Regions from separate parts of the Mus musculus genome. Here all the other regions are linked to region 1. Evidence: chromatin contacts called from public HiChIP or PLAC-seq data. All regions are on one chromosome and are shown on one strand. The core of a region is the stretch at or near the end of the contact, and the rest is flanking DNA. Distances in the headings are between cores, read along the strand shown.

Region 1 (5,948 bases), core at 1,508-4,007:
TTGCTGTTCTTTTCTGGGACTGGGATTCAGCTCCCAGCACCCAAATTCAGAGGCTTACAGCCACGTGAAACTCCAATTACAGGGACTCTGATCTCTTCTGGCCTCAGTGGGCAGCTGCATAAACTTGTGCTTGTACACACACACACACACACACACACACACACACACACACACACACATATACACACTAATAAAATATAAAAATAAATTCTGAAAAAAGGAACACAGAGCACTGTCTGCTTTGTTATTGTTTTTCTTTCTGGATCCCTGTATCACCATCTTGCCTCACAGACTGGTGATGGACATCCTACAGACATTTTCCTTATGGAGGACAACATTTTCCTTAGTTTTCTGTCAGTAGTGCCTGCACCAGGTCTGACAATTCTCTTTCAGTGAAAGGTAAAAACAAATCAGGTGGCTACAGTGCAAAGCATTTTCCTCTGATTTTCACAGCTAAAGAGGCCAAAATGAGCATCCTCGAGAAAGAATCATTAGCTCCTCTTAAAATGTGCTAAGAAACCGTGAGTGTGCAAAGTGGATGCGTGCTATCTTTAAAGCAGCAGGAATTTCATCCCACAAATTCACTTACTTTGGGCTTCAGAGTCCTTCCCTACAGACAAACATGATTCCAATAAATATGATCAATATATGTTTATATCATATTACATAATCTATGAGATTTGCCTTTTCTGACTAGAAAACAGCAATCCTCCTGTTCCAAGAGACCTCCAGTTGGAAGCCATGTCTAACAAGCCACAGAACAATGAAAGGAAGAATTATGTAGCACCCCTCTCCTCTTAATTTCCTTTTCATTTCTTTTGCATAGCTATGCTTTTCTTTCTGTTTTTAATAACAAATGGGATGGCTTATGCCAAGTAGTGGTACAGCTTGGTTATATGGTGTACTCAAGACTACTCAGAAGGAGAGAAATCATGCCTAATACTGGAAACCTAGTCAAATACCCTGGGCTAATGAAGTCAGGGATCCGGGAGGAGAACCCACAGTAGCCATTTCGGTTGAATAAATAATATTGTAGCTTCAGCAATTTTAAAGGCCCGTGAACTGAAGTTTGAGCCTTCCAGTTAAGGACTCAAAGTAATGGGAAGGACACAGATGTCTGGTTGTGACAGTAGATGGTAGAGTTTAGCTTGGAAACAGTCACAAAGAAGATGGCAAGAGGAGTGGCTGCATAGTCTTAAAGAAGGCAAGAAAAACCAGCCCAAGTGTTCGGGTAAAGTGTGAGAACATGGGACTACACTGATTATTCTCTTTTTAGGAAAAAAAAACCTGAATTATTGAGCTTTATGTGAAAGATCTCTGTCTTCAAAACTTAAAAAGAACAAAATTCAGAATATCTCCTAGGTTACCCATGGACCCAATTTGAGGTCTAAGCCCTCTTAAGACTAATTGAGCTTAAAACACCTGATGCAAGCCTTCCTCTGTCTTTCATGTATATTTAACATAGAGTGAATAACCAGTAGCATTCTCTGCCACAAAGATCATGGCAAGTATTAAACTCAACTTTTGAGGAAACCGAGAGACTCTATCAAAGGTGGGGGCTTCGAATTAATCTAAATGAGCATACAGATGAAGAAAAGAGATCCTTTAACAGAGAGGGATCACAAGATGGCACCCATATCCTGACTGTAACAGAACTTAATAAATGTAATGAAATATATTTTAAAAAATATTATTGAGGACATGGAACAGAAAAATGGCAGTTACACTCTATGAAAGCATGTTTGGCCACTAGGAAATACATAGCACAGACAAGGACTATGATGTGGCAGTGTATGCTTTCCAAAGCAGGTAGAACTCAGGAACCCTATCTTTTTCAGTAGTTGGATGAGGTTGTAACGGAGCCTGTGGAGGTTTGAATGACAATGGCTACTCACTCTAGAATCATAAGCTTAACTTGTTCCCTAGTTGGTAGAACCGTATGGGAAGAATAAGGAGGGGTGGCCTTGCTGGAGGAGGGGTTATTCCCTGCTTCCTGCTTGTGATTTTGATATGAGCTATCAGTCTTTCCTGTTGTGATGCCTTAATTCCTCCATCATGAATTCTAACCCTCTTAAATGGTAAGCCTAATTAAATTCTTCATTTTATAAGTTATCTTGGTCTTGGTGTTTTATCATAGCAATGTAGCTATGTAACTAAGGCAGTATCTTAGATTTCTTTCTGATTTTTAAATCAATTAGATATAGCACTTTGGGAAGTCAAAAGCTGTTGCTCATGTTACAATGGCAGAGTACTAATCTGAGGAAGCTCTGACTTTGTTTATACTCTCCAATAATGGACGGTAAACAAGTAATGAGATCTCAAACAGAGCAAATTCTCTAAAATGAACAGGAAGTTTAGTGTGACAGCAGATGTCTGGCACACGTTTCCTAAGTTTGAAACTTAAGCCTAGCAATGGATGGATAAAGAATCCATCCCACTTTCATAGAGACTGTTCTAGTTTCTGTCTTCCTGACAGTTAGGTGAAATCAATTTATCCATAATAAGAACAATATCTCAAAAATAAAACTAAACAAAACCAATCTATCAGTAGAGACATATATAGTCATTAAATTATATTCCATGTTCCCTCTAACAAATTCTTCATGGCTTCATTTTTTAATGATGAAGAAATTGACCCTGGAACGGGATCCAACCACAGCAGATGCATTTACAAGAAAACACAGAGGCTTCAGTGTAGGCTGCGTGTGGTGCAGAAGGCAGGAAACATCTGTGAGCACAGGAGAACTGTGGAGCTGTGGTTGGCTGACTCTGCCAGCTTTCCATGGGGTCTCATTCACTGCAGCCTGACGAAGAGTCTTTATTATGTACCACTTCATATGGACCACATAGTGGTGGGCCTCCCCACCCTGGCCAGATGCCTAGTTGCGACAGCTCTGCCATGGTTTCTAGGCAAGTCCTGGTGAATATTCTCACCCACAGTTCATCTGGATTCTCATGAGAATCTTGAGACTGAATGGTTGAAAATCAGTTTAGACACACATTTCTCCTCCTAGTATAGTTAACAATCATGTATTATTGAAATAAAACTGTCTCAGATACATAATATTAAATTCTCAAGATTTCCATACCTAATTCCTTCCAAAAAATTAAAAACAAAACTCAGTATGAAAAAAATATTAAAAATAAAGATTTTTATCAAAAATAAACATACTTTCCCTTAAAAATGTTCTTCTCGTTTTCCTTTTAGGCAATGTTAAATTTTAGTTAGGCCACAACAGACTTCAGTGGAAAGAGTAATAGAACATTATCTAGGATACTACACACACCTGTTTTCAGGTACATGTGTAAATGCAAAGCAGAATTTATGGAGTCATTTGTATAGCACATGGTAGACAAAGGCAAATTAAATATGCACACTCTTAAGATTTAAATCTTTACAATCCTAGGAGCTCATAGGTGCCTTACGTTGCAGGGATGTTTATATACATTCACCAAAAGCATTATTTTTGCCTTATTTTACTTTTCCTCAATTGAATTTTCTTCTCCCTTTCTCTTTGTGTCCCTTTTTCCTGTCCTCCTCTCTCTATCTCCTCCTCTGCTCCTCTTCCTGGCTCTTGCATTTCTTGAGCAACTGCTGTACCTTGGAGACTGAGTGAGGTGCTGATGCTAGAGCATGGGGAAAGATGCTCATTCAGCCTTTCAGCAGCTGGCAGCTTGGAGAGTGATGCTGATGCACAAATAAAAGAAAACTTAAAACGAGTAAGAGGCAGATTGCAACAGAGGTATGGAGAGAAACATCCCAGGGAAGAAATGCCACAGTGCCACTTAGGAGAAGTAGTAGCAATTTATAAAGAAAACGTAGCTATTATTATAAACTACAAGATAGAGAAAGAGCAGTTCAGATTAAAGTAAGTTAAGTGTAGCTGTTGCTGGTGGCACATGCCTTTGATCCCAGCACTTGGGAAGCAGAGGCAGGTGGATCTCTGTTAGTATGAGGCCAGTCTGGTTCACAGAGCAAGTTCCAGGATATCTAAGGCCACTCAGAGAAACCCTGTCAAAAGGAAAACAAAAAACAAAAAACAAACAAACAAACAAACAAAATGGGGGAGGGGGCAAAGGTAAGTATGTGTAAGAGATTGTCTCCTTATCAATAAATGTGGGTTTTCCCAAGGCTTGATTCTTTTACCCCACGACTCTGTTTTTCCTGGAGATGCTCCTGTCGGAAGCTCTTCAAGTTTCTGCACAAGAACCATATTGGATGCTGGAAATTTCTAAATTTATCTTTTGGCAGCTGAGTGAGTTTTTCCTCCTTTTCCTCATTGGGAAAAAAAATTGGACCTCATTGAGAGATTTTTTTTGGAGTCATACCAAATTATTTAAAGCATACTAAAATTAGTTAACATCCCAGACACAGTCTCTCTCATCCATAGATGGGTCTATCTACAGACTCCTGTCAGTATTCAGGAACTTGCATGCAGGGACCATTCCCACCACCTCATGTGCCTATACTATTAGTGAAGACAGCATGATCTCAGCTGCAAACACAGCATGGCTGGATAACATGTAGAAGCTGAGTAGAAGTTGCCGATGCATGCCCCAACCCTGCCCAGCTCCAGGAAAAGCTTTCAATACCGGATATCTAGTAATTAGACCCCAGATGCCAACATCTCACTTGCTATCACTGCAACTCTCTCACTTGCAACTCACTGATGAGATAATTAAGCCCATTCTGTCACTCTCCTGGGAGAGGCTGCCCTCCCCTGTTTTCCCTGGTAGGGGAGGATATGGATAGCCATCAGTATGGCCCAATATAAATTTATGAAATTAGAACTTTGTGTGATTCTTTTGCATATTCATTGTTACTTGGTTGCAATCTTCTTAAGTATAAACTTTGTAGACAATAGCACCATGTTGTAGTGTCAAAGAGTTCGACACACCTGCTAGATGATGCCCTCTGTGACCTTTTCCTTTGCCAGCTTTGTTTTGCATCCTTTATTTGCAATGAATCATAACCATAAAGATGGCCATGTGCTGAGTTCTGTGAGGTTTCCTAGCAAGTCTTAGAAGCAGAGGCAGTCTGTAAACTCCCATCTTATACATGCGAAGTGTGTTTAGATAAATGCCATGCACATAAGAATTAACGAACATCAGCTGGGTTTATTGTACATTTGTCTTCTGAAATGAGCACCTTCTAGCTCTAAGATTCACTTTTACATTGATATCCAAGCTCCAACCTGCATTTTATCACTTTTCTTAACTCTAAATTCCTTGATTCAGTGCCCTGTATGACACCTATACTTAAGTTTCTGATGGCCATCTCACACTGGAGCTGTAGAAAAGAGAATTCAGAGTTTATGCTGCAAAAATCAGGAAGTATAATTGAACTGCATCAGTGCTCTTTGTGAGAATTGTTAATGTCGTCACCACCATCCTGCTACTCAGACTCTGATGTTGCTTTCCTTCTCCTCAGGACCAATTTAAGGATAAGAATTATCCTGGCCAACATTATGTTGCTATGATTAAATAATCTAACAAAAGAAATTAAGGGACAAAGTGTCTATTCTAGATCACAGTTCAAGGGAACATCTATCATGACCAGGAAGCTACAGTATAGAAACTTGAAGCCGCTTTCCATAGCTCATCACATTGACAATCATGAAGCAAAGAAATTGAGTATGTCCTGCTACTCAGTTCTGCTTATCATTGAATAGTATGTCAACCAGGGCATTGTGATCTCAATAGTGGGATAGTGGGTGTGTTCCTACCTTAACTCATGTAATAAAGATATGCCTGCATTCTCATCAATCCAGAGATGCTAGGTTCTGTTATGCGACACTAGCCATCAAAATGCCACCCTTGACAACTTGCTAGTTAAATATTACTTCTAAGCCACTGACATTTTACTTTGTCTCTTTCATCACATGACCATGTCATGGTGGAAAATTCACTTGTTAACAACTTTTAAAATCCCCATAGTCTTTAACAAT
Region 2 (5,948 bases), core at 1,487-3,986, 830 kb after region 1:
TGTAAGTGCTCAGTTACGTGCAAAGTAGGGTAATCCTTGATGGCCTCAAGGTCTTCCCTTAAACATGTTGCAATTGTAGACAAAAACAGTAAAATAACAGTATAGGAAACACATCAATAGAAGGACATATGCTAAATACATATAACCGAAAAGGTCAAAGAAAATTACTGAATTTGTTGCCAGTTTCATGGGGATTTTTATAGACACTGAAATATGAAGGGGTCTGCTTTTTGTTTTCGGAGAAAAGTTGGTGTGTCAAGGGTTGCTCCAATTAGGAATGAAAACCACTTGAAGAGGGTGATATTTGAGGTCCATTATCAAAGTAAATGGTAATGGCATGTGCAGTCAGTCTGCCCTGTGGTTATTCTGGGAGTAGGCAGTTCTTGGGAGGAATATGTTTGTGAACCTTCAGCTTTGAAAGGTGGCCTCAGAAAGTATCACCGTGATGGAAATAGACCTCTTTCTCAACATGGCGAATGTGCCTGCACACTCAAGCCAGTGAGTCACCATGAGGATAGGAAGGCTCAGATGAGTTTCAAGTTAAGGGGATAATGGTTTTGCAACCTGGAAAAATGTACCTCCTGTGCTATGACTCAGGAACAGCAGCAGAATGGAAGAGGTAGCAGGAATGTGGAGTCATATAACAGTGTAAATGTGTGTAAATGGATGCAAATGGCTTGGTATCTTTCCTTTGGAGCCAGCCAGATAGCTGTCCTACTTTGTTCCTCCGGGACCCTGGAGGAACACAATGAAAATAATATCTTTCCCTTAAGATATACCAGTGACTGACTGAGTCTCCATGTCCCTAAGTCCACCATCTAGATAACATACACACAGACAGTGACTCTGTGTCTAGTTATGCTGACACCTGTTGACTCATAGGCTATACAAAAGTTTGGATACAATGCATAGACTTTGGGTCAGCTTGATCTCTCTGACTTTTTTATTTACAAGTTCTTTATGATAAAATTTTAATAAATATTAAAACATTAACCTAAGAGAAAATAGTGAACTTTCTTACAAGACTTTATTAAAATGATAAGTAGAAAATACCAGGATGGGCTGGTGAGATGGCTCAGTGGGTAAGAGCACCCGACTGCTCTTCCAAAGGTCCAGAGTTCAAATCCCAGCAACCACATGGTGGCTCACAACCATCCGTAACGAGATCTGACTCCCTCTTCTGGAGTGTCTGAAGATGGCTGCAGTGTACTTAAATATAATCAATAAATAAATCTTTAAAAAAAATACCAGGATGTATTTTTTATATTTCAATACAAATGGCACATAGCTTTCTTAACTTCTAGTTATAACTCACCAAGATCCATTCAACCTAATAAAATGTCTAACTAGTAGCTTCTAAAACTGAACCCTTAGTTTTTGATAAAATGATAGATAATTATTGCCTTTCATATTTACATCAGATGCTCTCTGACTAACAAAAGAGTGAGTGGTATTTAGCCAGGCAAGATCTTCTGTCAATGAAGGGTAGCATCCAGAGCTAACCACAACAGGTGTGGTTTGTTTGTTTTTTTTTTTAATTGTTTATTTCTTGCACTGACAAGATGGTTTCTTGCTACAAGGTCTGATCACCTGAGTTGAATCCCTGGGAACGGCAAGATAGGAGAGAGTAAGAACTGATTGCCACAAGTTGTCCTTGACCTCCATCCATACCTTGGCATGAGCACACACATCCCAATACATACTATATGTTATGCAAATTAAAAACAAGTATTCTTCCTTCAGAGTGAAGTGCTTCTTGGAAATCATTAAATTATTGAAGTAACCTGTAAGACAGATTTGAACTTCCACCTCTTGATGTAGTTATTGAATATTAAGTCAAAGGTCCCTTTTGTCTCTGAAGTATTTACTTAAGTGGTATGTATAGAGATGGTGTTCACTGAGACTGGAAGCAGAGCAGGATGAGGATGGGAACATGCAGGGCCCACTTCCTCTGCCTATAGAGACGTCCTGGTCTTTGCAGAGGTTGGTGAGATTGATGTCTGTCTCCAAGAATTTAGTGTTTGCAAGAAAATACAGTTATTTCTATCCTAACCATATTAAAACACCATCAAGTCATCATTTTGAAACATCTTTACTTTTGTCACCTTTAGTTGCAAGGTGTGTCTTCTAGGATTCAACTAGAGTGACTATAACACTATTGTTTGTTTATGAATTTCATAGCCTGTGTTCTGGGCTGTGTAGAGACCCCTCTGCTACTACAACAAAGCTTCAGGTTACCATTAACTGACATTTGGATCCTGAAGTATCTCTTAACAAACAGAGCTTTAAAAATCAATACTGAAAACTTCTTCAAAGACAAACTAAAAGTATAAGCTTTTGAAAACTCCCAAGGGAAGGTTTTCCGTGATCTCTGAATACAGTTGAAACTTTAAATATGAGCACACACATACATGCACACACACACACACACACACACACACACACACACACACACACACACACATACAAAACACCTCTGACATTTTTTTCTATTATAACGGGTGTTCAGCCACACTGACCCAAAAGTGAAATCATTATAGAAAGTTCTCCAAAATCCAAAGCTTTTTTGAGGATTACATGAGGGATACGACTGGTAAAGTCTGCAACTGTTCCAAAATTTGAGGGGAAAAAATAATCTGAAAAAATGTTTTAGTCCCAAGAAGTTCAGACAGGGACACTCAGCTCTCGGAGAGAAGAATACAAAATGAAAATGAAACTTTGTGGTGAGAAGAAATGAAAATGGAAAAAGAAAAAAGACAAAAAGCCACATAGGCATCGACTGCCTCACGTACCAGAGGGCTCCTGCTCCCTCTGCCGAATGTGCTGGAACATTACACTGTTTTGTGTTTTTTTTTTTTTTTTGGGGGGGGGGGAACATTTTCCGTGAAGTTTATAATAATTAAAGTGGCTTGGATCCGAGTTTTTCTAGTGTCTTGCAAACTAGCTGTCTTTCTACCTGTTGGCCAAGTTGCATTTTAACATTTTTTTTTTTGGACTGTTGTCTTGGGCAGTAGCAAAGGTTAAATTAAAACCCACACAGGAAGTAGAGTACTTTTCAATTTTATTTTATATATTTTCCCAAATGATCAAGTAAAATGCTCAAATCCACCACGGTATCCCGCTAAGTGTTTTATTCGTTGCAGTTAGGTATTACACTTAGGTATCATGAGTTACAAAAACAATCCATCTCAAAGATTTATTTCTGTCATGATCGGCTTCTAATTGTGGACACGTTTCGTTCTTAATTGTTGCAGTGGGAGGAACTCTAGCACTACAGTTATAAGTTGACAAGATAGTTAAATTTCTCTCATGTATGGCTTTTTTAAAACTATGGGTATTAGCCATAGACCAGTTTGAACCTTTAAAGAACCTCTTGTTTCCAGTTGATTTCAGTGTATCCTTATCACTTTTGCTGATTTCCAGTACATGGGAGGGAGCAATTAACATTTTAATAGCTTGGACTTGAATAATTGTACACATCTTATGTTAAAGCTTTATTTATAAAACCCTTTCATTTTCGTAATTTTCATTTTTTTCTTAGTTCACCCTTAAAAACCACAGGTATGAATATCTTATCTTAACATTTCAAGGCCTTCCATTTCTATTGGATGTAAGAACAGTTTACAGTTGAAAACTTCCAGTGACAAAGCAGTTTCTTCATTGTTCTATGTCACATCAGACCTTCCTGCTCTGGTATTTATGATGCTTAAACCAGATTGGATTTTCTTTTCCCTCTTGGTAGGTGTACTGGTCCATTAGCAAATTGTCTCTCAGAGAAAACTAGAGACACGGTAGAAGATGATGACGATGAATACAAGATTCCTTCATCCCATCCTGTGTCCCTGAATTCACAACCATCTCATTGCCATAATGTCAAAGCTCCTGTTCGGTAAGAAGATGAGCATCTCTGTATCATCCTGCATCGGCATAAGCATCGTCATGCTGTCAAACGTGGGGGTTGTTTCTATGCGGTTCAATAGTATGTGATTGGTTAAAAATCCTGTTCCTTGCCTAGCCTGTAGTTCCTATATATTTCCTTCATTGCTTCCACATAAAAGATTTTGTTGCCTTCTTCCCCACCCCCACAAAAGGCCAAATTACAATCTAATAAAAAGGAGCTATACGTTACATATAATGATGATTAATTCATGCATTTCCCCTAAGATATTTTAATGAATTTCAAAAGGTCCAAGCATATATATCATGAAGAAATATTAGTGCTTAGAAACTAATATTAAGGTACTAGGTCAACCTGCTTAAGAATTTTTCTTCATAATGTGAAGGCTAGAATAATTTATATTCATTTTCCTTCTTGATATGTAATATACTTCTACTGAAATCATAATACAATGGGGGGGAAGCCTTAACGTTACTTCTGTTAACTTCTTTTTTGAGCAAATACCTTCTCTTGCATGAGCTAAGAATACAAAGATCACTGGGTTTTGTTGTTTTATTTTGCTGTGTTTTCTTTTTCTTTTTCCCCTCATTATAATAGGAGCATTATTGGTCTTCAAAGTGCCAGTCACATTGACTTTTATAAGAATTATTGATAATGGCTTACATGTTTTGAAATATGTTTGTCTCTAAGCAAAATCATGGCTTTGCATGCATGAAACTTAATACAGTTACAGTAACATTTATATAATTTGCATCTTACTGACATGTCAATCTATTAGCTTTATTTTCTGAACTTATTTTCTGGCCTGCATTCTTCTTGCATAGTATTCCTGGAGCTGTGCTTGGCTCCAAGTTGCTCAGCTCTGTTCAGACACTGTTAGTGGCTGAGCTGCCTGGGGCCTCCTGATGACTGACAGATAGGAGACTGCAAGGCCATCAGTCATCCACGCCATCTTTACTCAGTGTGCTGCTTCCACTTGAGGCCAGCTCAGTCGACTTAAAGTATTTTATGAGTAGAGTTTCCATCTTTGGAGTTGAAAACGCTTCCCAGGTGTCTCACAGAGGTAGAGAAAGAAATTCTTGGAAACCAAGAGTTGTGCCTCCAAAGGGATGCTGGTGGGCGGAGTTACTACCCAGGCTAAGTGATGCACTGCAGCCCACGCTTTCCCTGATTACAGCAAGAACCAGCTATCTCTTGTTAATCGTGCTGATGAGTGCTCCTGCAAAGACGATAACGGAGAGTGTTACCCTGGGAGAGCCACGTGCCCGCTGAGCTAGCTGAGGGAAAGTCACGCTTGCTCATCAAGTATAAACTGTGAACAAATCCCAGTTTCTTTGGCTCTTACTAATTTAGTATAGTAATTTTTAAATGCTAAAATTGAACGAGATTTTTTTGGGTTCTTTGGGATTCTCATTCTTCTCATGGCTGGAAGACTGAAGGATATGATTTTAATTCATCAAATTTTAATTGTCATGTCACAGTAGATGATATTTAAGTGGCTAACCTCTTGGATACTGAAAGTCAATTTGAATTATAACCATCATAACCAAGTCCCCACAGTTATAGAGAAATAATAAATGTTGCTAATTCCTAAGCTTAATTGTAATGAATACTTGATCTAATTTGTTCTTGAAAACCAGTGAGTGGAGTGGCACGTTGTGTCATCTGCAAAGTCCCCCCACCCCCCCTTAGAACTTCCTTTTCCTGGATGTCACTCACTCCCCCTTTGGAACAGCAAGAAAAATAAATTGTCAGTATGTGGGAAGTGAAACAGTAAATGAATCATTCAATTCATATCATCATTATGAAGACTCAATACGTAACTGTTCTTAAATGAACCATATCGTGCCCGTTAAAAAGAAATGGCCACCAGAGAGAATAGAAATGAATTTCAGATGAATCACTCTCTCAATATCTACTGAAATATCGACTATCTCCTCCATTATGAATGTAGTTTCACTTTGCTCTAAGAAATCAGACTAATTCAAAAGGAAAGTATAAAACTTCACTCTCTCTCTGAGGCTCTTTGTTAGCCAGCCGTTACTAAGCT
Region 3 (5,948 bases), core at 1,266-3,765, 710 kb after region 1:
TTTGACACTATAACGTATAATGAACTCTGTATGGGTGAAATCTCACATGAGCTTTGGAAATCTCTCTCAAATAATGTGATATCAAGATGGACAATGGAAACTTGTATTTGGGGTTAATTTAAGATCAATCCTAAGGCCTCGTGTGTCTCAGGCAGGCACATCACTGAACTACACTTGGTCAGGTGCAACTTTTTATTATGCACCTTTTCAGCATTTGTTGGCTCTCTAGGTGGAAAATGCAGACAAATGATTAAATGAATGTAGGAAGATCGGTTCATTTCATATTTTGTTATCTAGTCTTTATAGAAGAGAAAGCAGTTTTATTTTTTTAAATATTTTTATTAGGTATTTTCCTCATTTACATTTCCAATGCTATCCCAAAAGTTCCCCATACCCTCCCCCCCCACTCCCCTACCCACCCACTCCCACTTTTTGGCCCTGGCGTTCCCCTGTACTGGGGCATCTAAAGTTTGCAAGTCCAATGGGCCTCTCTTTCCAGTGTTGGCCGACTAGGCCATCTTTTGATACATATGCAGCTAGCCGGTAGTGGTGGTGCATGCCGGTAGGATTTGCTGAAGGAGGCAGAGGCAGGAGGATCACGAGTTCGAGGCCAGCCTGTGCTACAGTTTTATATTCTTTTAATCATTATATAATATGAACCTGTGTTTCAACCCAAATAACTGACTTGCTGGATAAGGAAGATCAATGTTCGGTGTATTAGAAGTGAAGTGATATTGCTCATCTTCGTTATCAGTCCCTGTACAGCAGAGATCTGCTTCAGGCTACCTAGATCCCTTTTCCCGCTGGAGGGTCAGTGTTGGCTGGAGGTCTCAGGACAGGAGCTGTGTGTATGTGCGTCCTCATGGGATGGCACTTGGTTTCTCTGAGTCTATAACTGCAGGCATGAGCCAGGTTGATGTCACATGCCTTTTCCAGCCTTTCTTACCGAAGGACTCATTGGAACTATGTGCTCACTTAAGGACCATGAAAATTGCTCTTTTCTCATCTTCATGAAATTACTGTTAATAATGCCCATCAGCTGGCTGTTCAGAGCAGTGTGCTCTGTGTACCAAGACTGTCTCTAGCCATTCTCACAGTCCCAAATAGGCTTCTTGAAAACTATTTTTCCCCACCTGTTTTGTAGACCCCTGAGTTTGGGGGGAATGTTGCTGGACACCTAAACTTTTTTATTTTCATTTTTTATTTAATCTCTGTAAGCAAGGTATCATTTTAGTTTAAGGAAATAGAAGATTTACCTGAGTAACTTAGCCCCTCATTCCTTTGGTCACCTTAATCCTCTTACGATTTAAATGGTATGTGGAACTTCCAGAATTTTATCACCTGAGATCTGAATGTCTATAGATAGTTACAAGAAATGTGTGCTGTTTCTGACCTCTGGCATGACTTTAGAGCTCCCTGCCAGTGAAATCAACCTCATAAAACTTCCAGGGAGCATTGACTTGAATAGAATCCTGAATGCTTTCAGGGCTCTCTGCAGTTTACTGTGCCCTTGTGCTGCTCACTAGAGGAAGAGGGGTCCCACCCAGTCATGTCAACTAACACTTGACAAGAAGCCTGCTCCCCTGCAAGCCCTCTGAGAATGTTCCCTGGCAGAGATGAATTCAGACCCCCTTCCCCTCCTCCTCCACACCAGCCACATGGTTCTCTTCTTATGCCTTTCTTTTATTCTCCCTCTTCCTTTCTTTCTTCTCCCCTCTGAAGTTTCTCTTTCCTGCTTCTGGGTGAAGCGCCTACCCTCCCTCATGCTCACCTCCAGGGCTTCAGTGTTCTCTGACCAATCTGAGCAGACTGTCTTGTGTTCCTTTGACACATGTAGCCCTTATCAAGGACTGTCATGTGACGGTCAGCCCTGTGTCATCACATATTGCTGTCATGCTAAGTACCTACTGCTGTCATATTAAGTGGTGATAAGTGGTGGCATTACAAATATTGAGAAAAGTTTAATTCAGTTTTTTTTTCTCCCCTTCCGATCAAAGAGAACATCGATGGATTAAAGGAAAATGAGAAAGCCCTTGAGAGTGAGCAAGGTTCCAAGGAAGGAATAGCCTTCAATTAATTTAAAGGCAAAAGTCACTTCTGTGTATTTCCACATAGTATTCAAAACAGTGTTCAGACTTGGCAGATACATATAATAGTTGCTATTTCTCCCAATTTCCATATTATTATTTGAAAATCTTGATTTAATCTAGATAAAGAGCTTCTATTGCTTGGAAAGAGGTAAAAGGTAAAATTTCACATTGGAAACTAGCAAAAAGTCTAAAGTCGGTCATTTAGAACTTGTGGATAAACAATGCCACCTTCCTGAGATTTGGCAGCCGGGGCCAGTTCCGGGGCCAGTTATTTTAAAAGAAAGGCACGTGGGTAAATAGATTAATATCACTGCTGTTTATTGCAGAGTAGTCACAATTCAGGGCGCTGTCTTAACTGTGTGTCTATCTTTAGTGAAGTAACGTTTGTGGAAAAGTTAGAGGTGGTTACACACAGCGCCTCTGCCTGCTCCTGCATGCCCCGTGCGCATGCGCAGTGAGCATTCACAGCTCTCCCACTCAGTGGCTGGCTCTCTGAACCCCTGCGAGCTGTTTTCACTTCCTTTAAATTCTTATATTAACATTTCCTTAAAGACTTTTTGTTTCTGTTCTGTGCTGCGCTCATGACCCTAAATATACCAGCTTACAACAACTGGGGAATCCTCCAAATGTGCGCTTTCGACATGAATAACGTGGTTTTGTTTGGTCTGCATTATTGACAAAGGTCCTTGATCATAACTCGTGGTTCGCCTTGACAGAACATGGTTGGTCTTCCCTGCTCCAGATCCCCCTTAGAGTAGCAGGCATCGTGTTCTGGAAACTATCCTGCATTGCTGTTGATAGAATTTCTTGATGTGTAGGATATGATGTGAGAATTCCGTTAGATGTTCGGGAAAGTTCTCTTGTACCTTCTTAGTGTCTCTTTCCCCTTTATTCCTTTTAAAAGGCATTCTTGGAGGCTTGGCTCTGGCATTCTTGCTAACTATGCCTACCCCCTCCTTTTCTTCTGTATAAGCAAAGTGGCTTTGAGGAACATCTGAGACGTTTTCAATGTGTAAACAGCCTTTTAAAGAAATAGCTGCTGTGTTCTCCCATCACAAGCTGACTTGTAACACTTGAAAGACAAACAGAGGCCTGTGTGTTCTCTGTTATTGTTGCACCCCCTCACATAGCTGTCTGCGTTTGTCAGCAGTTTGTTTTGACTCATAATGCCAGGGAGGGGGTGGCTTGGTGTGTTTTTGTCAGTTATGCAGTGTAGGATGTCAGTTATCTCAAAGTTACCATTATGTTTGGCTGCTGTCCCTCTATGTAAAGAAAGCCTCAGCATTGGTTCCTGTTTCTCAGGCCAGTGTTGGGTTTTGAAACTTGCCCTTAAAATAAATGCCAAACTGTTTTTCTCATCTTGTAACCCTGGAGGTCAGAGGCTGGCTCTCTTGTTTCATTATTGTCTCGGTGACGTGTTTGTGGTATTTCCCCAGACTGGTTTGAGAACCTACCTGAACTGCCCTTTTCAAGTTCCCGTTGCTCTTCTAGAGTTGGGGATCTTGTGTATTCCAACAAGGTTGGAAACACTCCCAAATCAACATTTCATTTTGAAAGCGGTACTTTCAGACCCAGATGACTCTCCTACATTAATTCGTATGGGGACATCAACGGTTGTTGTACTTGACAGAGGCAGGGACCCTGGGCTTGACAGGGACGCCATTCTTCAAGAGAAAGTGTCCCAGGTAGCCTCTCCTAACATTCTTCCCATTTCCTTAGAACACTGACGCTCCCCCAGTTTTAGGCAAACTGTCATCTTTCCCAGCCAAGACCACCAACCTTAGGAAGTAGCAGGAGCTTTGGAGGTGAAACACAAAGGCAAATGCTATTGATCTTAGGCCACCAAGATTCTCATTGGATTTGAGTCAGTACAGATGTCTGCTGGCTCCGATGACTGCCCGCCATGTAAAGTGTCTGGCTGCCACCTCTGCTGTGTGTATGGCTTCATCCTAACAGCAAGTGCATACGCGTTTACTGCAGCCTGTCTCTTATGGGGGATTAAAATAGCCAGAAGGCCTGAATACCTAGCATTTTTATCTAGTATTTCAGCGATGGCGAGTTCATGGGGTGAGGGGTGAGACTGTGTTTGCTGTCCCGCCTCTCAAGCCATGACCTTTAACGAGGGGTTATTTTAGAAAGTTCCCAATTCACTGCGGGTCACTGGAGCTTGGGCAGAAGTGGGGATGCACGGCATTTTCATAGATCACCCAGCGGCTTCTCTACCTGAGCTGGAACTCATGGATTGTAAAGATTTCAAGCATTTGCCCTGAGTCTCTGTGTGCCTCCGAGTATTATCCATTTGCCAAAGGCTAAGCTGTGTTCACCACACCCCTCTCTTGTCATTCCTTAGTGTGGTGTGGATCCAGTTCACGCTCGCTGCTCCAGTCCTGACAGCTAACTGTGAGGCCTCTTCTGAATAGTCAGTGCCTAGGATTTAAGCTTTATTTTGTGTTTGTGGGAGCATCCTAGCTGATAGTTTAGACGTTGAACTCCGTCTTACACCTTTGATGTCCTACTTTGTTGAGGGGTGTTCAAGTCAGAAGGTTTCACAGATAAGATCTTGGAACCCAGCTGGGGGTCAGGAAAGACTGCTTGTGAGGAAATACTTTGGATCTAATGTTAACACTCCTGTCGGGGCATGGATTGGACTCAGGTAGAGAAGTGTACCACAGGAGACATTTAAGGACGTAGAGAAGCACTCCTAAGTTGGAGTCACGTGAGAACATGTTTTGTTGGGTTCTGAGTGTTCGATGGCTAAGCACTGTAGGGAATGGGAGACTGGGTGTACTGTAGGGAATGGGAGACTGGGTGCACTGTAGGGAATGGGAGACTGGGTGCACTGTAGGGAATGGGAGACTGGGTGCACTGTAGGGAATGGGAGACTGGGTGCACTGTAGGGAATGGGAGACCGGGTGCACTGTAGGGAATGGGAGACCGGGTGCACTGTAGGGAATGGGAGACCGGGTGCACTGTAGGGAATGGGAGACCAGGTGCACTGTAGGGAATGGTAGACTGGGTGCACTGTAGGGAATGGGAGACTGGGTGCACTGTAGGGAATGGGAGACTGGGTGCACTGTAGGGAATGGGAGACTGGGTGCACTGTAGGGAATGGTAGACTGGGTGCACTGTAGGGAATGGGAGACTGGGTGCACTGTAGGGAATGGTAGACTGGGTGCACTGTAGGGAATGGGAGACTGGGTGCACTGTAGGGAATGGTAGACTGGGTGCACTGTAGGGAATGGGAGACTGGGTGCACTGTAGGGAATGGGAGACTGGGTGCACTGTAGGGAATGGGAGACCGGGGCTTTGGATCAGGCTTTCCTTGTCCCTTCCTCCAGCCTTGATCATGGTCTTGTAAGTGGCAGACGTTTGCCTCCCGCCTGCCTGTACCTTGAGCTGCCCTTTATCTGTTCTAGTTAGCATGAGGTTGGGTGATACTGGCTTGCATGTTTGTATTTCACATGTTTCACCTTATTTGATGCACTCGTGTGAATCAACTTTGGATAAAGTTTGACTGGCAAATCTTGTGAAGGTACTTTATCGTGCCATGAATTAACTTTTTATTACAGCATGGAGAATATCTTTGGGAAAAAAAATACTTTAATAAGAGAAAAGGTTGCTTCTGCCTGTCCCAGAAGCTGTTAGAATTGGGAACAAAACACCCATGGCCTTACAGAGACAAAGTTTGGAGCTGAGACAAAAGGATGGACCATCTAGAGACTGCCATACCCAGGGGTCCATCCCATAATCAGCCTCCAAACACAGACACCATTGCATACGCCAGCAAGATTTTGCTGAAAGGACCCAGATATGGCTGTCTCTTGTGAGGCTATGCTGGGGCCTGGCAAACACAGAAGT
Region 4 (5,948 bases), core at 1,007-3,506, 680 kb after region 1:
ACATCAGCCTTGTGGGCTGAGAAACTCTTGGATTCTCAGCCTCTGAGTGTGAGAAAGAATTTGTCTGACTACCCAGACCACATAATGTGAGTCAGTCTAATAAATAGCCTTTTACATATATGTATGTTGTGTTATATATTATAATACACACACACACACACACACACACACACACACACACACACACACACATATATCTTATCACTTCTGCTCCTTTAGAGAACCTCAACTAACAGATTTTTATTTTTGTCAGCCTACATAAACACTATCTTAGACCAGTTTTTAGTTGCTTTGGTTAGAAAAGTTTGGCAGCCCCAGAGATATTTGTTATACCTGTGTCCCAGCCAGAGCAGAGGAGCAGAACATAATGAGGCTTGTCACTGTATCTCCATGATGCACTTTGCTCCGCAGGCCATTCTATTTTTTTAGTGTCATTGCCTTCAGCAAACTGCAGTTCAAAAGGAACTGTATTGTATATGTATTTTGTTCCATTTTACATTTATTCAAATATGAAGATAAGCAACACATTTAATTATACAGTATAAGGTTGGGCATAGCAAAATCTTCTACACATAGTGCCAGTTTCTTTTGGAATTGACTTTAAAGGTGCATTTTATACACATAGAGGATGTAACCACAGAGTTCTTTTTAAATACTGTCTCCACTTAGCAACCATAGCTACTGTTACAAGCAATAAGGGAGATATGGAGGGGCTATGGAGAAGCCTGCACCATCTACATATATAAAACAAGAAACTACTTTTTAATTATTAGTACAGAAATAATGAAAGAAAATATTACTTCCAGACTTGTACTTTACTGCCTGATTGCCTAAAGGGTCACATTTTGGTTGTTTCCATTACATGAAAATCATAACAATCTGAATTTAGGATTGCAGGACATTCTATGACCACTCAGGAGCCTTCACAGTAATAATTGTAGCACTAAAATACTTATTAGGGATTGGCAGAACCACTGAGACACATTTATCAGGATAGTTGGTTAGAAAATGCTTATATGTATGTATGTATGTATGTACATATGTATGCTTATGCATGTATGCACGTATGACATTTTTAAAAAGTGCAAAGTATTACACCCAGGAGCTCAAGGTGTGAGGTGTATCCATACTACCAATGACAGAGGAAATCACTCCCAGGTATGTAAACCTGGGGCAAATGGTACGAGCATGGTGAACCAAATAGAGAGAATCATGGAACTTGTCTAATGTGTGATTCTGATGACAGAAGGGCCCTGGCATTTCACTGTAAGCGTTACCAGACTGTTTTCTTTTACACGGCTATCAAGGACGGAGCCCAGAAAGAGACGAACACTGGAAGAGGATGGCAGAAACAGGGTTGTCATTAAAATGAAGATTCATCTACATAGAAGAAAAGTGACTCTGGCAAAAATCCAACAGCAGAGTTCTTTACTGGAATCCAGGGGAAAACTTGTTTGGAATATAAAGGTGTCAAACAGATTAGTAATCCCCATTGTGTGGAGTTTTTACTGTCCTGGGACGATTTACAGAGACTATTTAGCTGAGAGTTGTCAAGTATTTGCTTTCTCATCAGCCTGATGTTTGATCTGGAATCCTTCTAGAACTAATAGTAAAAGGGAAACATTTCAGAAATTTAGGAAGTTTTAGTTGGCACTCGGGTTTTACTCCTAGCCTACTCTATGTGAGGGTAACCTTCATCTTAGGAGCTATGGGACTGCTGCTCTTTATTTGACAGTCAACAAGAAACATGGTCTTGGACCTATTTGGCTGCTCTCCTGGGTAGCAGTTTGGCAGCCCTAGGGAGATGAATTTCTTAAGCCTGGGACCCGCCCAGAGCTGAAAAGCAGCACCACCCTGGCAGCCTCTACTCTGTTGCTATGAAACAAAGACTAGGAAGGTGAGTGAGGCAGGAAGTCCCGCCTTTTAGCCCCAGTTGGCTTAGACTCCCGCTCGGGGCGCTCACGCCCACCTGCGCACCCCTCATTGGTTAGCTCCCCGGCGCCTTGCTGCTACTTTTTCAGTTCCTTTCCTCGTTCCACTTTTGTTCCAGGCTAGCCTAGGTCCATTTCCCAACGAGTTCTTCTCCAAGTGGGACGCAGTGGAGTGGGCCTTCCTCTGGGGCCATTGTGTACCGTGGAGGACGTGGACTGGGGGGTAGCGCGGGAGGAGCGTCTCGTCCCGCCCATTGGCTCCGCCCGCTGTCTGGCAGAAAGCAGCCTCTCAGGATTGGTTCGAAGACTCAAGGCTCCGCCTTAGCTCCGCCCCACGCCTTGGTCTCCGGGGATGGCTCAGGGGTGGGGTGGCCAGTGAGTGGTCTCCTCCTCCGGCGGGCGCTGCGGCGGCCTCCCGAGTGTGGCGCGGGACTGCCGGGCGGGCGTGGAGCTTTTTGCACGGTAATTGCCGCGTCCCCGCGTCTCGGTGTTCCTAGATCTCGGTGGCTCCTTCCCCGGAGCGCTCTCCTAGGGCGATTCCACAGAGTCCCCACCCGAGCCACCCCAGCCAGGGCAGCGTGTGTGTGTGGAGTGGGACCCGCGATCACGCGTGGCTCGGGACGGCCGCGGTGACCCGAGTAGAGGAAGGAATGGGTCATCCCGGGGTTGGACGTCTCTTGCTGGCTCGGGGGCCCTGCAGCTGGGCGCGGGCCATCAGGGAGAGGGGACAGCCCTAGCTTCCAGCTGCTGTCGCCGCTGCGGGCCTGAGCCAAGTGGGGATTTAAACAGCAGTCCCTGGCTGGCCCGGGGCCCGGGAGGGAGCGGACTCTGGCTGATCGCCGCCGGTGGGAGGTGCGTGCTACTGGCGCTAGATCGGGCAGGCTGTGGGATTGGGAAGCCAGGACGGGGTCTAGGGCTACTTTATCTTTGCTGAGTTCCTCGTCTCTTTCCCAGACCCCTGAGTGGCGGGCTAGAGGCCCGAGCCTGGAAAGGGTACAGACGTTCTGAAACAAAGCTTTGGACCACTTGATACCGGGTAGGCAGAAGAGGGACCACCGGAGAAGTGAACTCCGCGGTGCGTGCCCGCCCTTGCCGGGTTCTCACCGCTTTTTAAGAAGGGGTTGCTTGTTGGTTTGTTTATTTGGCTCTAGGGAAAAACTACTCACCTCACTGCTTTAAAGAACTATTTGTGTGTCCGCAGCTGCTGGCTTTTGCGGGGGGGGGGGGTGTTGGGGGAATGGAGAGGGGACGCGCGCGCGCGGGGCGCGCGGGGGGGGTATCCAAGTCCTCCGCCTTTGTTGACAAGAGACGTGTCCCTTTTGCGTGTGTGGAGTACTTTGCATTTATGTAATAACTTGGCGAAATCAAACAGCGTGAAGGAGGCTACTGAAGTGAGGCTCCCAACGTGAATTTTAGGAGTTGCAGCTCTAGTATTTCGAATCTGGATTACAGCAGAAGGGGGGGGGGGGACGACATTGTGTTCTTACCTGTTAAAAGTTGTTTTGTTGATGATGTTGAGCTGTAGCTTCATAGAACACGGGCAGAGGATGCATCTTTAACTTTTAGTATTGTAAGAGCAAATCTTGTGTCATGGCTCCTAACTTGGAGGATGCCCTTACTCAGGGTTACTAAAAAGTTGAATCTGGGACCCTGGGCTTTGTCACAGAGACAGCGGAGAATATCATTAATGGGTACAAGTGAGCCTGTTCAGTTCAGGTTCCTGTTGGGGAAATACTTTCATATCCAGCTAACTTTTCCTCTCTTGAAATTCTATCTTGCAAAAAGGACTAAGATTCCAGATGGCAAATTCTATGAATGGCAGAAATCCTGGTGGTCGAGGAGGAAACCCCCGCAAAGGTCGCATTTTGGGGATTATTGATGCTATTCAGGATGCAGTCGGACCCCCAAAGCAAGCTGCAGCTGACCGCAGGACTGTGGAGAAGACTTGGAAACTCATGGACAAAGTGGTGAGTTCAGTCAGTGTGTGTACACGGCCCTCAGCACCCTGAATGCGATTTCTTCGGGTTTTATTTATATGTATGGCTAATAATCACTATTATGGTGATGAGCTTTGTATTTAGGTTGGGCCATTTTTCTTCAACTCTGTGTTTGCAAAAGTTGAATTCAGAGGAAAGACTTTTATTTTTTTATTACTCTTTCTAACTTATTATCTTGCTTTTCAAGTTCCAGAGCCCCTGGGTATTACTCCAATATGCAGTTTATACCATTGGCTACTTTTGCTGGGTGTATAGTATGGTTTGGAAGTTTGCTTAGTCTTATGTGGAGTTGCCTTGCTACTAGATAATATAAGGCTAACAAGTGAACAATAGGCTCTGCTGGAGCACACTTAGGACAAGCACATGGGTGATGTTGAAACCTTTACTGGGGAAAGAACCAGAACTCCAGGGAGGATTCAGTATTGAAGAGTTTGATTTTTATCCCTGTAAACTCATCTTTATTAAGAAAATATATACATATATACATATATATGTATACATATATATGTATGTATATATATATATATATATATATATAGTCTTTACTGTTCAGGACATCGGTACAGTTTCTTTCATCTATGATTCCATTTTGAAACAGGGAACCTTTTTGGTTGTGCGTTGTTTATTGTGAAAGGAAAATGTATGCTGGAGGCTGTGTGGGGCTGAGAGTGTCAGAAACTTCTGTGGTTTTTTTTTTTTTTTTTTTTTTTTTGTTGCTTTTAGATGAGCTCTAGTTTCACAGGAAGAAACCAAACTGGATGGCAGTTCTCAGTCCAGTTATAAGGGCAGTGTGCATACCTCCCAGGGCCCTGCTGGAAAAGCTAGCTGTCTGAGGAGGCTTGGGACACAGATGTGTTGGTGTCCTTCTCGGCACACATTCATAACTTTATGATGTTGAGAAGAAGTTGGGCTATGCTTTGCTGAGTTTGAGACATTGACAAAGATGCTCCTTTTGAATGATGAACAAAGGCGTGTTGACATCATTTGGTGTCATTTACCTTGGCTTTGGTTTGCTACCAAAGACAAAATTGGCTACAAAGAAGCCACTGAGAAGAAGTAACAATTCTGGGAGGTGACACTATGGGCTTTATTTTCATGTATTCTTATGGAGATTGTAGGTAAGATAACTAAACCATGGCCCTGCCATTGGATGGCCACTGATATCAAACGCAGCGCCAGAGCATTTTTTTTAACCAGGTAAATAGCCTTAGTATGGGGCTTCAGTGTGACCTATTTAAGCTTCTGCCAATGTTTTCACATTGTTATGTTGAAGTGCTCCAGACGGAATGACGTCATGATGTCAGAACATTGCAACTTGCTGCTTGGGCTCAGGTTTTGGATTTAGCTTTGGACACTTCGGACTGAAGAATTGTGCAGCTGGAAAAACTGCATGCATCTGGCAAGCACATGAGCTGTCTTTTGCTTTTCTACTGAGTCTTCTTCTGAAGGTCACCCTTACTGCCTGAGTCATTAATTGGTGGTAGGAGAAGAAATTCAAGGTTTGTTCCAGTTTATCTGTTGCATAAGTAGGCAACAGATGGGTGCCATTTCAAAAGGGAGTTGGTCCATCAGCATCGTTTCTTGAGATGTTTAGTATTTGTATATTTGCGATTGAGCTCTAGAGCATAAAAAAGATTTATATGGTGGCGTGGTGAGCAACAGTTACTGTCAAGTGGTCAGTGAAATAGTAAAAATGAAGTGGTATGCATAATTTTGCTGCATAACTGGTTGTTAACCAGTACATTAATCGCTTCTAATTATTTCACCATGAATTACAGTAAATGCCTGGTTATTTGACAGTTAAACACCTGGCATTGTCCATTAACCCTTCTGTGGGTTTTAACTTGGCTTCTACAGCTGAGTTTGACCCACAAGGAACTGTTTTACCCCAAGTCTCTACTTAGTGGGATGTGGGTGCCAGTGTTGGCAAAGGGACAACAATATGGCTTTCCCTAGTCATCTTCATTATTTGTCATAGATGACAATGTGCATACCTCTGTGGCTTTGTGGAGGAAACTCC

What was found. HiChIP or PLAC-seq counts read pairs in DNA pulled down with a chosen protein or histone mark.
Region 2: a contact with region 1 is called in a RAD21 HiChIP or PLAC-seq map of pro-B cells, with 22 times the contacts expected there. The contact joins two enhancer-like sites. A contact is called at or near these places in 2 of 15 datasets of contacts at CTCF or cohesin (large pre-B cells and pro-B cells), 1 of 484 Hi-C or Micro-C datasets (cardiomyocytes) and 1 of 115 datasets of contacts at active chromatin or transcription factors (large pre-B cells).
Region 3: a contact with region 1 is called in an H3K27ac HiChIP or PLAC-seq map of large pre-B cells, with 5 times the contacts expected there. The contact joins two enhancer-like sites. A contact is called at or near these places in 1 of 484 Hi-C or Micro-C datasets (large pre-B cells) and 2 of 115 datasets of contacts at active chromatin or transcription factors (cardiomyocytes and large pre-B cells).
Region 4: a contact with region 1 is called in a RAD21 HiChIP or PLAC-seq map of pro-B cells, with 13 times the contacts expected there. The contact joins the promoter of Cblb here to the enhancer-like site in region 1. A contact is called at or near these places in 6 of 39 promoter capture datasets (the 3T3-L1 cell line, cranial neural crest, frontonasal cranial neural crest and 3 more), 1 of 15 datasets of contacts at CTCF or cohesin (pro-B cells), 2 of 484 Hi-C or Micro-C datasets (large pre-B cells and pre-pro-B cells) and 11 of 115 datasets of contacts at active chromatin or transcription factors (the SCID.adh cell line, T-cell acute lymphoblastic leukemia, astrocytes and 8 more).

What each region holds. Positions count from the first base shown.
Region 1 is chr16:51,349,559-51,355,506 of GRCm38.p6, forward strand. No RefSeq gene overlaps it. Among named protein-coding and RNA genes, the nearest start is that of Gm32431, 300 kb to the left of the region's middle. Within about 2 kb of position 2,758, at least 33 of the 459 cell types and tissues checked have an H3K27ac peak or open chromatin away from gene starts, as enhancers often do. A contact at or near this core is called in the SCID.adh cell line, T-cell acute lymphoblastic leukemia, pre-pro-B cells and 1 more, where this site is marked.
Region 2 is chr16:52,179,470-52,185,417 of GRCm38.p6, forward strand. It overlaps Cblb (Casitas B-lineage lymphoma b), which reads left to right. Exons shown (of 18, transcript NM_001033238.1): 14 at 3,743-3,889. Among named protein-coding and RNA genes, the nearest start is that of Gm23513, 77 kb to the left of the region's middle. Within about 2 kb of position 2,737, at least 65 of the 459 cell types and tissues checked have an H3K27ac peak or open chromatin away from gene starts, as enhancers often do. A contact at or near this core is called in pro-B cells, where this site is marked.
Region 3 is chr16:52,057,891-52,063,838 of GRCm38.p6, forward strand. The region is part of intron 3 of Cblb (Casitas B-lineage lymphoma b); the gene reads left to right. Among named protein-coding and RNA genes, the nearest start is that of Cblb, 29 kb to the left of the region's middle. Within about 2 kb of position 2,516, at least 227 of the 459 cell types and tissues checked have an H3K27ac peak or open chromatin away from gene starts, as enhancers often do.
Region 4 is chr16:52,029,293-52,035,240 of GRCm38.p6, forward strand. It overlaps Cblb (Casitas B-lineage lymphoma b), which reads left to right and starts at 2,257. Exons shown (of 18, transcript NM_001033238.1): 1 at 2,257-2,393; 2 at 3,717-3,898. The coding sequence starts at 3,731.